Linked DNA regions of Zea mays: region 1 is linked to region 2. The links are chromatin contacts, called in public Hi-C maps. All regions are on one chromosome and are shown on one strand. Each heading gives the region's core, a stretch centred on a gene start, on an enhancer-like site or on the middle of the called end of the contact. The rest is flanking DNA. Distances are from core to core; before and after follow the strand shown.

What was found. Hi-C and Micro-C count contacts between places; a contact is called where the count stands out from the background.
Region 1: a Hi-C map of ear shows a contact between it and region 2, with 2.5 times the contacts expected there. The contact joins the promoter of LOC100275578 here to the promoter of sbp7 in region 2. A contact is called at or near these places in 2 of 25 Hi-C or Micro-C datasets (ear and endosperm).

What each region holds. Positions count from the first base shown.
Region 1 is chr4:206,717,420-206,722,465 of Zm-B73-REFERENCE-NAM-5.0, reverse strand. LOC100275578 reads right to left here and starts at 3,294. Exons shown (of 11, transcript NM_001149629.3): 1 at 3,204-3,294; 2 at 2,598-2,793; 3 at 2,208-2,329; 4 at 1,826-1,934; 5 at 1,709-1,748; 6 at 991-1,080; 7 at 635-734; 8 at 380-519; 9 at 1-74. The coding sequence starts at 2,739.
Region 2 is chr4:206,056,873-206,061,595 of Zm-B73-REFERENCE-NAM-5.0, reverse strand. It overlaps sbp7 (SBP-transcription factor 7), which reads right to left and starts at 1,362. Exons shown (of 10, transcript NM_001362256.1): 1 at 590-1,362; 2 at 189-382; 3 at 1-97. The coding sequence starts at 1,236.

The DNA of each region.
Region 1 (5,046 bases), core at 2,045-4,544, 660 kb before region 2:
TTAGTTGCCTTGACATGAAGTTGATCAACCATGGTGGAACAAAATCTAGCTTGATATCCATATTAGCTATTGCCCTGACAGAGGATTTAACTAAAGAAAAATCAATACAGTATATTTTGAAAGCTGCGAAATGAATAATGCTAGCATGAAAAAAAAGGAAATACTTAAAAAAATGGATTACCGATATATTCCTAAAAGAAAATTTTAGTGAATGGTGTTCAAGCAGTAAGGTGAAATTAGATGGCTTATAAAAACAAATTGATAAACAAAACAATTGCATTTGATTACTATTACTTCACTTAAGCTAGTAAATTTATAGTAAAGCTAAAGATGCATGGTGCCTTCAAATGCCAAGGGAGTGATCTATAACATGCTTCACCTGAAAAAGCTTCTTTCTTTTGTAATCCGTTGCAATACAAAGCCTCCAAACACATCTATCCGAACTGTGTCACCAGCTTCAGGAATTCCATCCCTACTAAATCCATGGGTTCGAACATCTATGGCATCCAAGTCTGATAACTGCAAACAAGCCAATAAGCACACGATAAACTAGGGCATATGGCAACAATTCATTATCACAATGACGGAGAGTTTCCCAGAAAAGAACTTAAAATGCAGAAGAAGAAGTACGCACAGTTTTCATTATCACAATTACGACATCTTCTTTAAGATATTCCAGTTCAAAATAGTGTAGAATAGCCTCTCTCTCTGAAACCGGCCATGGAACCTTCACCCTTTCTTCCAAATAGCGAATAAACAAATTAGCTACAACCACCATAAACTGAAGAATAAGTAAAAACTCTAAAAAATACTTGACCAACCTAGGAGGGACTTGGTGGCTTTTCACTAAGAATTAAGATGAAGAAATAGGTCCCCAAATTTGCCGCAATGAACTTAGGTTGTATGGGAAAATATCTATGCCCTCCACCAACTAAGCTAGTCTTGGTTCCTAAGTATAAGTAAAACTGTAACAAGTAATCTGCAACCAACCTGACCATACAAATCTCTTCACCAATCCGCACTTTTTTCAAGCAGCCTGACTGATCAATTCTAAAAGTTGGCAGGTTGTATTGTGGAAACCTGGAGAAAAAAAACTCATCAGTGCATGAAAGACTATATTTTTTCCTTTATTTTGTCCAGGTTGACTCAAAATACTAAATTATGACACAGACCCATGTTGAATACCAGAAAAGGAATCAAGATGCCTAAAAAGATAAGGAAAAGGTTGGAGACTGGAAAACTCTCATAACAATAGCATAGCTAATAAGCCCTAGCACGACCCCTCAGTGGGGGATCACCTCAGCCATAATTATTGGCAACAGAGGACTTTAGGCTATCTTTATCAAATACTATAATTAGATGTTGTACCAGTACACCTTAGGTCCTAACTAGACGTGGGTATGATGGTGTGGGACATGTGGCTACAGTGAGGGGGAAAAAGGTAAGCCTGTTAGTTCACCTCGTGCGTAGAAAGTATGCTATGTTAAAAAAAAGGAGTCTACTAAAAATGATAAATCTATGTGTCTGTCAGGAACTGCAGTATTTAAGTGTTCTGCTTCCTAAATGCCATAATTAACAAAGAAAGTGTTTTTAATGTAGAAGCGTTAATTCTGCAAGAAAAAGTTAAATATAATTTGAGAATGTCATGTGTAGTTTCGGAGAAAGTTTAATTTCTAACAAACTTGAGGAAAACGTTGTTTGTGCTCACCATTTTTTGTATAAAGTTGATTCCCATGACACACATGTACCTATGAAAAGAGGTGCGCCTTAGTGTGAGTATGTGAACCTGTAGTATTTGACTAGCTGATAGTTAAAAATTCCTTACAAACGTCAATAGGTCCATCTGCAAAGCCTTCAGCAAGTAAGGTATGAAATGGTGTCCCCTCTGGACCCTCACGGTACATCACTCTTAATTGGTCTGTATCTTGCTTCACCTGCCAACGAAAAGTAGCTAAGGATCACTGCAGCCATTCATAAGCACTAACTGAGAAACATAAAAGAGAAACTAATCGATCCCAAAAACTGGAGAGGAACAGGTTAGAGAACTTTGAAGCACCATATAATCTAATAATATATAGAAATCACAAACACAAGTGAAATGTTGCATTCTGGAAAATGGTGATAGCATCACAAACTAAAAAAAGAATAATTATTTCAGCGAGCTGATGTCACTATGAATGAGCTAACAAATTCAGTTTGATGCATACCTTCCACTCCTTCTGTGGCAGCCCATGGACCTTGGAAGATCGTCCGTCCCTCGAAGTATCTAGCATTTCAAGAAACTCAGAGACTTCTTTTGCCCGCGTTTCAGCAATGAGATCGATGTCACCTGAAAGAGGACACGCAAAAGCACTAGTCAAGAAACACTGAGCAGACAACCATTTTTACATGTAGGCCAGCAAATACGCTACCACAATCAAGGCCTTCAGGTAGCACTAGCGCCCCTACCTTCTCTAATCAGACCATAAAGGCTCAAACGGATCATTGAAAAGAAGAAACGGTACAATCATCAGTGCCATTAATATGCTCATACTCAGTCCAAGAAATAGATGAACCACGCGAGCTGAGCAGAGGAAGTAAAGAGAGCAAGCAAGCACCTTGATCGGAGCCGGGCAGGGACGACGCCAGGATCTGCTTCTTCACCAGCGCCCTGAGCGAGGCCTCCTCCGCGAGGTCGGGCATCGCCAGCGTCCGGTCCAGCCGATCCCGCAGCTCCAGGATCCGCTTCCTCTTCTCCATGGCCGGCGGCAGCCGCTACCAGGAACCTCCAGCTCCTCCGCCCCGCCCTCCCACCTAGCACGCCCCACGACACGACTCTGAAGATGAGGAACTTCTCCAAAGGACAAAGAGGTTAAAATCGCCAGATCGATCAAGCAGGTGAGGCGCAGAAACTAATGTCCCAGTCCCTCCCCCCTTTTTGCACTGTTCCCTGCCGAAGAAAAAGGATCGGAATTTCGGGGTCCCGGATAGGAAAACGCGAGCTTTTATGCCGATGCTCGTGCGTCTCCAGCTATGAAAGGCGGCCGCGGAGCCTCGAGAGTATTTTCCCGAAAGAATCTATCCTAACCCCATACAGTCGGGCTCACGCTGCGGCGGAAGCGAGAACAGGAGAGGAGAGAGCGGCGTCCAAGAAGGACGGGGATTTCGGCCGGCCGAAAGATCCGCGGTCAGTTGGGCGGGGGGCGGGAGCGGGAGTCGCTCACCGCAGGCGAGGACGTCGGGGATGCAACCGGAGACGAAAGACGGGGGAGGAGAGATCACAGAAGTAGCAGACGGCCGCGGAGGGAGGACTGGTAGACTGCTGAATTGCTGATGGTGCTCGGGGAGTCGGGGCTGGGGCCCGCGTGGCCAACAGGCTGATTCCAACAATGCCCCCTGTCATCTCCCATGCTTCTATTCATTTTTAAATACTTCACCTCTTTCATTTCTCTCTATGTCTCTCCCTCTTCAACTATTCTCTTTATTCAGTTTCAGCCCCTTTACCCATTAACTGAGCTATTTACCTTATATACATCATTTTCCAAAGTTTAAAAAAATTATATAATATTTATAGTACCGTAATAAATATTGTTATCAGCTAATTAAATATGAAAAAGATTAATTACGTACTTAATAGCAGTGATTAGTGAATTGGGGAGATTCTGAATAGAGGCGGAGGAGGGTGGACCCTTGGAGCCGGCCGGAGCCGGAGCCCAGGGCACTCTACAGTGAAGTGAATTGAATAGATACAATGGCTAGAGAGAGAGAGAGAGGAAAACAGGCAGAGCCATTGCTCTCGTGTTCTGTTCAAAGTGGCGACTGCCGGAAGCCCCTGTTTGGCCACCCAAACGACCGACGGGAACGGTGATGCTACTGACCAGTGACATGTTAAAGGCGGCCACCACTGTTAGACATAAATAGTCATACTGTTTTCTCGGCTGGACATAGTAGATTTTCAAATATAAATAATATGATAGGTCATCTGATGAGGTCAATCTTACATCCCAAATAAAAATTACGAAGGAATTTTGAAGGATTCAAATCATGTAGAAAAATTTAACTATCCTTTAGAACAAATGATTAAGTTTTTATAAATCATGTAAAACTTCTATGGAATGGACCATTGTAGTTAGATTTTGGAGGATTTTTAACATGAGGTCCAACCTATTGAAAATTTTTCTATGTAATGCAAGTGTCATTCAACTCTTGATTTGTATATTTTTTGTTTCTATCCCTGTGTTTTACCAATGCTGTAATCCAAAGAAGTCCGTAGTGTTTAAAGTATGAACGATGTGATAGATCTTCTGATGATGTCAATCTTACAGCCTAGGTAAGAACAGTACACAAAGTCAGATAACATATTACAATGTACAGTCAAATAACGTATTGATGTAGATAGGAACTGGTGGCCAAGGTTGGAAGATGGAACACGGGTGTCGTTTGGTTCACGAAATGTAACGTAAATAGTAATGGTATTGATTCACACTTGAATACCGGCGGTAACAAGTTTAAATAAGTCGGTATCCATTTTTAGTATGATATCGATTACGATTGGATTTAAACAAACATAATGTAACGTTATTGGTTTGGTTACTCATTACATTAACAATATGTGAACCAAACGGTACCACGGTCTTCTTGGAGTCCGGTCTGTATTGAGATGTAACCAATGTCTCTTTGTTTAGTATTTAATAATCAGCTGGCTCTTTGATGTACCACTAATATCCAGTTGTCCGCTCACACAACATACTCTGTTTTTTTTTTGGTAGAATATACAGAGGGGGCATTTGGTTTCACCGATAGTTCGATACGACCAGTAATGGGTAAGTTAAAACGTGGAGCCTGCGGTACAAATTTAGGGGGTGTTTGGGAACAAAGTTTTTCTGCAGTTTTGGAAGAATAATGCAGTATTCTCAAATACTGCAGTATTATATACATAATGGTGTTTGGCAAGCTGGGTAAAATCTCTGTTTTCAAAACTGAAGTATTGCAAATACTATAGTTGTTTTAAGGCATTCTAAACTTAGCTCTGGACCTCAGTTTTCAAAACTGCGGTATTATAAACTA
Region 2 (4,723 bases), core at 113-2,612:
GTCATATTGTTGAATGAATTTATTTTGCTGATAATTTCAACCAGATTCTGCTTATCTGGTATGGGAGGAATGCTAGGCACTTTACCGACGCTAGAACCTGACATTACGAACAACAAATTCCACTATACTGGTTAAAATCACAAAGTCCTGAAACGGTATATTGAGTATGGAGTGTTAGCAGTCAGTACCATGCAAGTGCGCAATCACTGTAATTAGATTGACAATATCCTGCGTCCTATTTGCTGCATTTTCTTGGTTTCCAGGTAGCAGCAACTGCGAAGAAACATCTGCTGGCTGGGTTTTTCTTCTCCGCCGGTTGTGCCCAGCAAGCCTACGCCGGCAGCTCCTCTTACCCTCGTCAAACTCCGCGAGTGGGTGAAATCTAATCGATTGACCAGAAGAACCAACTTAATTAGTAACTAAAACTCCCACGGCCTACATCGGCGCCGGCCGAAACCGCAGCATGAATCCGTGCTACAGGAACATGTCTCTGGCCCAGCAAGCACACACTCCATACGAACCGATCAGATCACAAAAACAGACTCCTAGCACTCTAGGCAGTAGCATCATAACAACAAATCTCATTTACCTACTACACTGCTGGCAGAAGCGCTGCGCCTGGTTGGCGACGACGGCCCTGATGGTCTTGCTGTGGGTCTCGCAGACCTTGTGCCTCCTGTGGTAGTCCTTGGCGCCGGTCAGATCCGCTCGGCACTCATCCACCTGGCACATCGGGTAGCCCGCGCCTCCGTTGGCAGCCCCGCCACCGCCACCGCCCGCGCTGCCTGGCGATCCTGACCGCACCCGCTTGCTCGGCCTGACCACCAGGTCCTGCCCCGAAGCAGGCGGGGACGGCGACAGCGACGCCGCGGGAGCCGTCGGGCTGGCGTCCGTCGGGGCCGTGGAGCCTTCCCGCGGGCCGAGCTGGAGCTTCAGCGCGCCGCTTCCTCCGGCCCCCTGACGGTGCACCTCGGCCGCCTGCTGGGGCTGGGGCTGGGGCTGGCCACCGGCGAGGCGGAGTGCATCGGCCGACGGCCTGGCGGTGAGCGCGCGGCTGTCCCAGTCCCACAGCCTGGGGTTCCAGTTCCCCGCAGCGGCCTCCGCGGGCGCCGCCGCGGCGGCCGGACACGGCTGGCCGCGCTTCTTCACGGCGGCCGCGGCGTGGGGAGGCATCGGCTGGATCTGGTGGTGGATGAAGAGCGGAGGGGCCACCTGCGGGCCCACCTCCCTCTGCATCGCTTCTCAAGTCCTCCGGGCTCGCCCCACTCAGCCTCAGCCACAGCCACGGCCCACCTCTTCGACGAATCTACGCAGACGAGGTCAAACGAGCCGACCAGCGCCCGCAGCAACAGGGGGACACGAGCGGCGCCGCAACAGGGGCGAGGCCAGCACCGAGCAGTCGAGGAGAAAGATTCCGTTCCAGTTACCACTCACGCAAGTCTTCGGCGCCAGTCGCAACCGTCACGTCACCTCGCCGCCTCCCCCTCCCGCCCTCCAGAAATAGGGCCAGAGCAGAAAATATCTCTCTTCCCTGGCCGGGTGATGAGTAGTGCTGATTCGGCGGCAGAAAGAGCGCGTAGGATAGAGGTGGAGTGGAGCAGCGAGAGGAGTGGGCTGCCCGCCCTGGTGGCGTGGTGCGGCGCTGGAGCCTAGAGGGAAGGCGTGTGTGAGAGGGAGGAGGCCGCGGGGAATCGAGCGCAGACAAGGCAGCGCAAAGCGGGCGGAGAAGAGGACCTCCTGCTCCCGCCCGCGTGGGTAGCGTCCTGGCGCGGCAACAGAGGCAGGCGTAGAGATGGCAATGGGTACCCGAAATCCGAAACCCGATGGGTTTTTACCCCATTAGGGTACGGGTTTGGGTCAATTTTCATACCCATGGATTTGTTAATGGGCATAAATCTATACCCGTCGGGTTTATGGGTACGGGTTTGTTCCTATAGTACCCAAACCCGTGAACCCGTGGGTTTTTTAAACCCGACCAAACCTAGTGCATATTGTCATTTTATTTTATAAATGACCAACAAACTTGTTATTCCTTATTTACTTCATAATTTTTTTATCAATTGATGAATGTATCAGTAGTCGGTGAGAGTGTTGCTTGCTTGCCATTATAGTTTTTACTAGCGTTATATATGTGGTGGATGGATAACTTAGTGCAAGGTCACTTAATTATACAACTTATTATTTGTATTTCATTCTCTCTACTAATAATTTTTATACCAAATCATGAACTCGTTGTTCATTACATAGATTTTGGATCATGATTTCATTAATCATTACGATACTTATTGATTATGAGAAGAACAAGTATATTGGAGATGAAACCCACGGGTAACCCATGGGTACCCGCTAACCCGATGGGTACGGGTTTGGGCAAAATCTCAAACCCGTCATGGGTACGGGTTTTTTAATGGGCATGGATATTTTTCACGGGTACGGGTTTGGGACGGCAAAACCCAGCGGTTTATACCCGTTGCCATCTCTAGGCAGGCGGGTGGCGTGCGCTGTGTGCGTGGACGGACGGATGGCAGTGTTAGGATTTATGGGCTTGGCCCAATTAAGAATTTCTAATAATTCCAGGAAAATCTCAAAAGCCCATATAAGTGGATGGCAAAGGGATAGGTGGAACCAATAGCACTATATTGCTAGCTCTTGTGGAGTAGAGCTAGCTTAAATATGGAAGCCACACTCACTCACCAAGTCATGGATGAGAGGAGAGAGTGTGGAGAGCCACACGCGCGCGCGCGCTCGCTCGCCTCGCCTCGCCTCGCCTGGCCTGGCCTGGCCTGGCCGAAGGGCGCGGGCGCACGACATGCGCGTGAATGGTCCGCCGAAATCCGGCCCCTCGCGGGTGGATAAGCACGGGGGTCGCGGACTCGGCCCTATAAAAGGAGCCCGGCAGCCAGCCTCCAGATCATCCCCAGCTCCCAGTTCGCTTTCGCCTCTCTTCATAGCTGAGCCGCCTTTTAGTTCCCTTCGTCCCGACCGCAGAGGTGCATCTGCGATCAGGAGAGCAGGTCTCCGGAACCCTTCGTCTTCTAGATCCTGCACCGGGAGAGGGCGAATAAGGTTTTTGGGAAGCGTCTTCACGCGACTGCTCGTGATCTGCTGACCTCGTCGACCCTGCTGATTTCGCTACTTCGACATCGTCGACCCTGCTGATTCCGGCGCGTGCCATCGATCAGTAAGTCTAATCAGTACGCATCATCTGATTTGGCTTGTTATTTCAGTTCTTCTGATTTAGTCATGATTTATATTCGGAATTTAAATTGGAATTTGTCTAATTATTCAACAATCCAAAAACCTTATTGTAGACAATTTCCTAGTTTTCCTATGGCTGCTTTTGCCGACGCGCTGAAGCCAGAAAAGTTTAATGGTATGCACTTTAAGAGATGGCAAGTCAAGGCCACGCTCTGGCTTACTGCTATGAATGTCTTCCATGTTAGTAAAGGCAGACCTGAGGGTCCACTGACTCCTGAACAGGAGAAAGAGTATGACCATGCCAATACTATGTTCACGGGAGCCGTTCTTAGCGCCCTTGTTGACCGTCTGGTTGATGCGAATATGCAATACACGGACGGGAAAGAGTTGTGGGATGCACTTACTACTAAGTATGGTGCATCAGATGCTGGCAGTGACCTGTATATCATGGAGAGCTTTCATGATTATAAGATGGTTGATAATCGCTCTATTGTAGAGCAAGCTCATGAAATACAGTGTATAGCCAAGGAGCTCGACCACCTTAAGATAGTCCTTCCTGACCGATTTGTGGCTGGGTGCATTATTGCAAAGTTGCCTTCTACATGGAGGAACTTCGCCACAGCTCTGAAACATAAGAGACAGGAGATATCAGTTGAAAATCTGATAGCGTCTCTGGATGTTGAGGAGAAAGCTCGGGCAAAGGACACGGGATCTAAAGGAGGCGAGGGCCACTCCAGCGCCAACATGATTCAGAAGAACCACAACAAGGGCAAAGGAAAGCCAAAATCTAACAAGCCCAACAAAACTACCAACTTCAAGAAGAAGAAGAACAAGGCTGAATTGACATGTTTCGCATGTGGCGAGGCGGGTCATTTTGCCAAGGATTGTCCCGATCGAGCGGATCGCCGTGGCAAAAAGGGCAATGTCAACACAGTGATCGCTAGCAATGAGGAAGACAAAGGGTATGGTAATCTACCTTTCATCTTCTCAGTATTTCAATCACCTAGTTGGTGGCTTGATACTGGTGCTAATGTTCATGTGTGTTCTGACATTAACTTGTTCTCTTCTTATCAGGGCGCCCGGGATTCTTCCGTGCTAATGGGGAATGGGTCACATGCTTCTGTTCATGGCACTGGCACGGTGGATCTGAAGTTTACTTCGGGAAAGATCGTGCAGCTGAAGAACGTGCATCATGTCCCTTCTATACACAAGAATCTCGTTAGCGGAACCCTTCTATGTAGAGATGGGTTCAAGGTAGTTTTGGAGTCCAATAAATTAGTTGTGTCCAAATCTGGACAATTTATTGGTAAAGGCTATGATTGCGGAGGCTTGTTCCGCTTTTCTTTGTTAGATTTCAATAATAAGTCTGTGAACCATATTTGTGCTAATGTTGATGATCTTGCGAGTATTTGGCATTCTCGTTTGTGTCATATTAATTTTGGCTCTATGTCTCGGCTTGCAACCATGAGTTTAATTCCGAATATCACCATAGTCAAAGGTTCTAAGTGCCATAGTTGTGTGCAGT